2 separate regions of the Mus musculus genome follow, and region 1 is linked to region 2. A link is a contact called in public Hi-C data. All regions are on one chromosome and are shown on one strand. Each heading gives the region's core, a stretch centred on a gene start, on an enhancer-like site or on the middle of the called end of the contact. The rest is flanking DNA. Distances are from core to core; before and after follow the strand shown.

Evidence for each region. Hi-C and Micro-C count contacts between places; a contact is called where the count stands out from the background.
Region 1: a Hi-C map of the HPC-7 cell line shows a contact between it and region 2, with 4 times the contacts expected there. The contact joins the promoter of Thsd1 here to the promoter of Vps36 in region 2. A contact is called at or near these places in 4 of 39 promoter capture datasets (the HPC-7 cell line, the SN4741 cell line, embryonic stem cells and 1 more), 8 of 484 Hi-C or Micro-C datasets (CD8 T cells, DN3 thymocytes, the HPC-7 cell line and 5 more), 8 of 115 datasets of contacts at active chromatin or transcription factors (the 230-238 cell line, the HPC-7 cell line, embryonic fibroblasts and 3 more) and 3 of 9 other capture datasets (adipose tissue, liver and pancreatic islet).

Annotation. Positions count from the first base shown.
Region 1 is chr8:22,224,977-22,228,968 of GRCm38.p6, reverse strand. Thsd1 (thrombospondin, type I, domain 1) reads right to left here and starts at 1,666. Exons shown (of 5, transcript NM_019576.2): 1 at 1,540-1,666.
Region 2 is chr8:22,191,420-22,195,567 of GRCm38.p6, reverse strand. Vps36 (vacuolar protein sorting 36) reads right to left here and starts at 2,735. Exons shown (of 14, transcript NM_027338.2): 1 at 2,602-2,735. The coding sequence starts at 2,697.

The DNA.
Region 1 (3,992 bases), core at 417-2,916, 34 kb before region 2:
TTGCAAACACAGACTCCATACCTTCTGATAGAAGACAGAATTAACAGAGTTAAGCAGGCAGATTGAAACAAGCCACCACTCAGTGGGAAGGAAGCTGGTGTGTCTCTATTAGCTTTTGTTCAGTAAGAGCTAGGAGAACAAAGGAAACTCTGCACTTCCTGAAAACGAAGGGGTGGGGGTTGCAGCTTAACTATGCAGATGATTGGCCTCCCTTCCTTTCCTCAGCGCATCAAAAAAGGAAATTCTGTTTTAGTGGAAGTCGCCTTGGATTTGATCTAATCATTACCTTGAATTTGGATGGGGAACACGACTTTAAGACTTCAGATGAAAGACTCAGAGGAAGCATCCCATGGTGGCCCCAGCATCTGTAGCTCCCCCCAAAATCTGAGGCAGGAGGATGGCTTAAGCCTAGGAGTCTGAGACCAGCCTAGACAACATAATAGGACACCACCTAGCAGCGGCCTCCGGAAAGGTGAACTCAGCTTTCTTGGATGGCTTGCTTCTCGGAGATAATATTCTTCTTAAAACTCTTTCTCATCACTGATTCTGTGATTGCATTTTCTTGCTTATGAAGATGGGTGGTTAAATACAGACCTGTGTGATGATCTGTACTTAGAGCTGGACAGAGATGGAATTATAGAACGCAGTCTACCTGAGCATTAGGGCATGCACTATGATGATGATTATAATAAGCCTCTAAAATGGGAGGGGGCACTACTGATTATTACCTTTTTTCACCACGTCCCCAATTCCCTGAGTAGTTGCTGAGTAAAATGTTTGGTGCTGAGAATCATTTTAAGAAAGTAGGAAAGTGGGAACATTTTCAAGATGTTTGAAATGCTTTGTATAGGGCTTGGGTGGTAGAGGACTTGCCTAGCATGTGAGAGACCCTGGGTTTGAACCTTTGGAGCTAAGAAAAACAGTAAAAGTCCCAGCCGAGAAAGTGGAGAAAAGTGTGTGTGGATATTCTCAATGGCTAACAGAATCACCCCCTCCCCCCCTTAAAGCCAAGCTTTTCAGAAAGCAGCTAAATGATTCATAGCCGACAACAAAGGAAAATTAATTTATATCCACAGGACATCGTTAAAGAATAAAAGGAGGAAAATAAAAGAATAGAAGGAGAAACAAAGTAATTTCACAAGCAAGGCTTCTGTGTATAGATCCAGGAATAATGTCTGTTAGGAGGCAATCTGGATCCCAGAGCTGCGCTTCTGAACAAGCTTTCTCTATCCCAACCATGGGGTGAGCTGTGCGTCCCCCGTGAAGCCCTGCTCTCCTACCAACTCACTTTCCAGAGGTGCTTCAAGTTCCCGGGTGCAAACCCAGTCCAGTGGTAGTCAGCATAAAACTTGTTACTGAGGTCATTGCTTATTGTTAGTATCCCAGAAAGAGACTTTTGGAAAGCCACAAACGTATGTCGCAACGTTGAGTTTCCAAAGGTTCCAATCTGAACTCCTGCCTTTGAGAGTCCCGTCATTCGGCCACGCCTGCGCCAGGTGCCCGCCCTGGTGGTGGGCCACCTGAGCTTCGGATCCTTACCTCGGGTCGGGTCTGTCTGGCACGGCGGAAGTGAGAGGGGAGCCTCAGCGGCCACAGGGTGACTGACCGAGCATCTCCCGTCCCGCAGCTGCACGCCCGCCCGGGTCCAGAGCTCCGGCACGCTCCCAGGCTGCCGGGACCACGCCCCGAGGCGGGCTCTCAGAGGGCGGGGGTCAAGCGCAAGAGGTCCGCCCCGCTCCCACTCCTGGGCAGCGCATCTTCCTTTCCTGCCCGCCCCTAGCTTGCCCTGTGGAGAGGAAACCTGCAGGAAACTCTGGGTCCAGAGGCCCTGCTAGGAGGTGTGGTCGCTGCTAGTGCAGCACGTATTTACACCCACAGTCCACTTCCCGCTGCAAAGACCCAGTGCTTTAAGAGAGAGCCAGCAGCCTTGCACTTAAACCATTCACTTCTCCCCCATGTCATTTTCTTTTGGAGGGTGATCACAAGAAGAGCCAAAAAGTGGTATGGGTAATTTCTAAACTTGCTCCCCCAAATGTCACTGGAGTTTGAAAGGAATATACTTCAGATAAAGCGCATTTTCCTTTCTCTTCCTCTGGAGCAAAACTTGGTTAATTAAACATTTTAAAAATAAACATTTAAAAAAGTCTATTCTACAAGTATTTTCTTTCTGAAAGAACCGGAGGCTACGTTTCACGTGGTTTAACAGCTGCACTTGCCATCCAGCGCTGTGCAGTGAGCTTTCTTTTGCGTGTAACAACCACTTAACAGACAAATTTAGTAATAGAAATCAGCATAGCCTCTAGATGGCCAGCACCCAGCAAGAGGTACCAGGAAACTCTCGAGGAGTGAAGCATGTTAGGACCGAGTTGTGTGGATTTACTGTGCATGTGTCAGACCCATGAGACTGGATGTGGGGCATGTGCCTGTAATCTCAGGAACTGGGGAAACAGGATTTCACATACCTGGTCAGCCTGGACTGTACAAACGAGAGCCTGTTCCTGGAGGCAGACTGTGGGCGAGGCACTACATACAGAGCAGCAGCGGAGCTCTTGCTTAGCAAGTTGGTGAGGGGGAGCCAATGGTTGGCTTGTAAATTTCGCCTCAAGTTTGGAGATTATGCCAGTTGCAGAAAGTTGATCTTAAAAGACAGCGCAGTCACTTAGATGCCATCAAAGGTCAAGTTTTTCTAGGGAGTAATCAACCAAGTGACCAAGGAAGTTCTCACTGCCGTCAATACGATCTGCTCTGTCATTCATCAGCTCAAGGTAGGATCCCTTTCAAATTCGTGCCTGCCATATGAACATCAGATAGTTCCTGGGACTATTGGTTTTGAAAACAAAAAACAAAATGCAATTTAAAAAAATCTCAATGGAAGCGCCTGTGTAGAGTTCAGCGGGTAAAGTCTTATGGTCGCACTTGGTGATTCCAGGTAGCCCTGAGTTGCCCAATCCCAGCTTTCCTCTGCAATAAAAGGAATATAGCAGTTAAAGTTTTGTGGGGAGTCAGTGAAACACAAAAGGCACCTTGCTCTGTATTAACCTTCCCAAGGACACTCTCACCAAAAAAAGGTCACTTTTTGGTTGTGAGACTTAAATCTTACATGCATTTTAAAAATAGCAGCCTTGTCTCCTGAGAGGCTCTGCAGTGCCTGACAAATACAGAGGTGGATGCTCACAACCATCCATTGGACGGAGCACGGGGTCCCCAATGAAGGAGCTAGAGAAAGTACCCAAGGAGCGGAAGGGGTCTGCAACCCTATAGGAAGAACAATATGAACTAACCAGTACCCTCCAGAGTTCTCTGGGACTAAACCACCAACCAAAGAAAACACATGGTTGGGACTCATGGCTCTAGCCGCATATGTAGCAGAGGATGGTCTAGTCGGTTATCAATGGGAGGAGAGGCCTTTGGTCCTGTGAAGGTTCTATACCCCAGTGTAGGGGAATGCCAGGGCCAGGAAGCGGGATTGGGTGGGTTGGTGAGCAGGGAGAGGGGGAAAGGGGTGGGGGTTTTCAGAGGGGAAACCAGGAAAGGGGATAACATTTGAAATGTTAAAAAAACAAAATGTAATAAAAAATCCTTTAAAAAATGTATCAGCCTTATTGAAATGTCTCATCATTTTAAATTATAGTTCATGAGAAACTGACTATCCTGGCTAGTTTTATGTCATCTTAACACAAGCTAGAGTCATCTGAAACCTCAATTAAAAAAAAATGCTTCCATAAAAATCACACTATAGGCAAGCCTATATAGCTCATTTCCTTAATTAGTGATTGATGGGCCCATTGTGGGTGGGGCTATCCCTAGGCTGATGGGTCTGGGTACTATGAAACAGCAGACTGAGCAAGCCAGTAAGCAGCACCCTCCGTGGCTTTGCATCAGCTCCTGCCTCCAGATTCCTGCTATGATTTACCTCAGTGATGGACTGTACTGAAATAAGCCCTTTTCTTCCCACACTGCTTTTGGTCATGGCAATAGAAACACCAACAAAG
Region 2 (4,148 bases), core at 1,486-3,985:
TGCAACGCTGGCATAAATGCACTTTTTATGTTAAACCAAGCATACACAGGAACATGCCGTTTAAAAACCACATGTAACAAATAACTGACACTTTGACACACATTTTTAAACATTCTTTTTTCTAAGAATAAGATCTACCATTAGTTTAAATGCACTCCATGAAGGATATTTTCCTACTTAGGTTTCTGTTGCCATCATTAAACACCATGACCAAGAGAAACTTGGGGAGGAAAGGGTTTTCTTTCTGTGTATAGTTTATATACTCCATCCTGAAAGGAAGTTGGGGTAGGAACTTATTAACAGAAACCTACAGGCAGGAACTAAGACAGTGACCATGGCCGGCCATGGCAGAGGCAGAGGCAGGAGGATTTTCTGAGTTCGTGGCCAGTCTGGTCTACAAGGTGAGTTCCAGGACAGCCAGGGCTATACAGAGAAACCCTGTCTCGAAAAACAAAACAAAACAAAACAAAACAAAACAAAACAAAACAAAACAAAAGACAGTGAGTGACCATGGAGTTTGGTGGACTAGCTTGCCCCCTGTGGGTACTGAGCTTGCAGTTTAATACCAGCCCAGGACCACTGGTCAAGAGCAGCACTGCCCACAGTGGGCTGGGCCTCTCACAGTGGGCTGGGCCTTGCACATCAATCATTTCTAATCCAGAAAATGCTCCACCGACTTGACCACAGAAGTGGTCCTATCATCTGATAGGGACCTTTTCTCATTCAAAGCTCCCTTTTGCCAGATGACCCTGGCTTGTGTAGAGTTGACAAAACAAAACAAAAAACAAATCAAAACAAACAAAACAGCACAATATTCTACCAAAACACTTAGACAAATCAGAGAAAAGACTTTACAAGTCCAGTTTCTTCCAACAGCACTGGGAACTCACAGGTGCATCGCTGTGAGTTCGAGGCCAGCGTGGTCTGCATAGTGAGTTCCAGGACAGCCAGGGCTACATATAAGGACCCTGTCTCAAAATGGGGAGGAGGGCGGCTGGAGAGATGGCTCAGCAGTCACAAGCATTTGCTTCCTGGTCGAGGACCCAGCAGAGCACATGGCAACTCACAACAATCTTTAACTCCAACTCCAGGGGGGTCTGATACCTCTGGCCTAGGCTGACAGCTGCTCTTACAGACCCACATGTTAGGCACATAATTAAAAACGAGGAAAATGTTTAAAAATAAAAAGACGTCATGCTCAAGTACTTCTAGCATGTAATTTGGCCTAACTTTAAGTGTCTCAGCCAATCTGACTTACACAAAACCAAACAACCGAATTTAAGAATCTCTTTTTTGTTAATTAGTAAAAATTCACATTTCCAAAACAAATGTTAACTTGAAAGTGCACGATGGCCGCTCAGTGGTGGGGCACTCTTTTAATCCCAGCACTTGGGAGGCAGAGGCAGGCGGATTTCTGAGTTCGAGGCCAGCCCGTTCCACAGAGTGAGTTCCAGGACAGTCGGGCCTATACAGAGAAACCCTATAGAAAGAAAGAGAGAGAGAGAGAGAGAGAGAGAGAGAGAGAGAGAGAGAAGAAAGAAAGAAAGAAAGAAAGACAGAAAGAAAGAGGAGAAAGTGCACGATGTGCCCGTAGATCACACAGTTCTAAGAACCATTGCATTTTTCCTCTAGAAATCAAAGCTTAGGCTATACATTTAAAGCTCAAGCCAGAGTCTGTACCACTGCTGTGTCAAGGAGCAAGGGGGAATGTGAAAGGCTGTTGCTGTAGTGAAGAGATTGCTCAATCGTTCCCTTTTGGGGTCTCCCGTGGATTATTATCTCAACCTGACAGACCAGTTAGGCTGGTTTTTACTTGCTACTCAAACCCAGAACAGTCTAAGTTTACTTAAAAAGTAAATCAAACTTTACTGAAGCAGTCTCGGATAAGAGCTTGCCTCGAAAACAATAGGAAAATACCCTAAGTCAGAGCGGACCTGGGTTAGCTGTAAGCACTGACTAGGTGTATCAAACTCCAGAGCGAGGGAGGTTTCATTTCCACCACAGCGAGGAAGACAGAATGCCTCAAGTGAAAACTGGAGACTAAAAGTGCTTTTGGGGACGCGAGCTCTTTTGCCACTCCTGATTTCAGGTCGTACATTTAATTCAGGACAAGATGGCATGTGGTTTCCAGGCACAGAATACATGAATTCGTTGTTTTTCTCTTATCCTTCGCGAGCCCGGCTCTTAAGATTTAAGCTTGCATTCCAAGGCAAGGGCTCACTGCATGACTTCCTAGAACAGAACACGAAGCCTCAAGCCCACTTCCTAAAGTAATTACAAAGCAAGCAGAAAACCCCATGGGGCTGGACCCTGCTGCCTCCTTCGGAAATCCTTCCGGGCGAGGGACCCCGGCTCAGCCCAGAACAAATCATCACCGGTCCAGCAGGAGGGTGGGGACGGCGTTCCGGTGGCGCGCTCGCTCGCCACAAGGCGGAACTGTACCGTCCCGGGCTGCGACCCGCCGAGACCTCCGCTCGCCCGCGCCCCGGCTCCGCTGTCCACCGTGCGGCTGGAGCGGCGGGCCGAGGCCGGTAGCCCCAGGGCCGAGGGTGAGGCCCTGCCCAGCACGAGGGCCGCGGGTCGGCGCGGCCTCCTCCCTACCTTCTCCTCGCCGTCGTAGACGCGCACCCCGCGCTGCTGGATAACCAGGGTCTCGTTGATCTCCAGGAGGCCGCTGGTCCACACGAAGCGGTCCATGGCCGCCACCCGGCCGGCTTCTGCCGCTCGCCGGTGCTCCCGGGCTGCGAGCGGCGCTCCCTGGTGGCCGGCGGGGGTGGGGCGCCCCGACACGGACAGGCGGCGCCCCCTGGCGGCTGCCACTCGCGTGCACATTTGCTCCCCTGTCACTGCCAAACTTGTTGACATGCTTGTTAAAAGCTGTAAATAAGGACTTTTTTTTTATTTCTTCCCAAATAAGTGTTGACAGCAGAGGTTGTGTTTAATATATCTGTAACCAGCATATTATGTAATACACTCTTCTCCGGTTTTTGTTTTAGTCTAATTTTTATTACATTCTGTTTATTTTATGAGGGTTTGTGTGCGTCGGGAACATGCAAGGGCTAGCCTGTGGGAGTCAGAGGATGTTTAATGAGAGCTGCTCCTTTGACCGTGTGGATCTTGGGAGATCAAACTTAGGTTATGAGGCTTAGCAGCAGGCTCCCTTACCAGCTGAACCACCTCACCCACCTACCCACCCACCTTTAAAAAATGACCAATAGCTCCAGATAGATGGAGGTGACATGGAAATAAAGCACCAAACATGCATTTAATGCGACAGATATACATGAAGGCAATATACCCATACACATAAAAAATAATTTTCTTTTTTGTATTAATCATTTTATTCATTTACATTGGAAATTATATTCCCCCGTCCCAGTTACACGTCCACAACCCCTCATCCCATCTCCCCTTCTCCTCCGTCCCCTTTGCCTCTATGAGGGTGCTCCTCCACCCACTCACCTACTCCTGCCTACACTGGAGCATCAAACCTCCGCAGGACCAGGGGCCTCCCCTCCTATTGATGTCAGATAAGGCCATCATCTGCTACATATGGTTTACAATGGTTGGCTGAGAGCATCCCCCTCTGTATTTGTCAGGCTCTGGCAGAGCCTCTCAGGAGACAGTTATATCAGGCTTCTGTCAGCAAGCACTTCTTGGCATCCACAATAGTGTCTGGGTTTGGTAACTGTATATGGGATGGATTCCCAGGTGGGGCAGTCTCTGGATGGTCTTTCCTTCACTCTCTGCTTCACACTTTGTCTCTGTAACTCCTTCCATGGATATTTTGTTCCCCCTTCTAAGAAGGATTGAAGTATCCACACTTTGGTCTTCCTTCTTCTTGAGCTTCATGTGGTCTGTGAATTGTATCTTGGGTATTCTGAGCTTTTGGGCTAATATCCAGTTATCAGTGACTGCATACCACGTGTGTTCTTTTGTGGGTTACCTCATTCAGGATGATATTTTCTAGTTCTGTTTGCCTAAGAATTTCATGAAGTCATTATTTTTAATAGCTGAATAGTACTTCATTGTGTAAATATACCACATTTTCTGTATCCATTCCTCTGTTGAAGGACATCTGGGTTCTTTCCAGCTTCTGGCTGTTATAAATAAGGCAGCTGTGAACATAAAGGAACATGTGTCCTTGT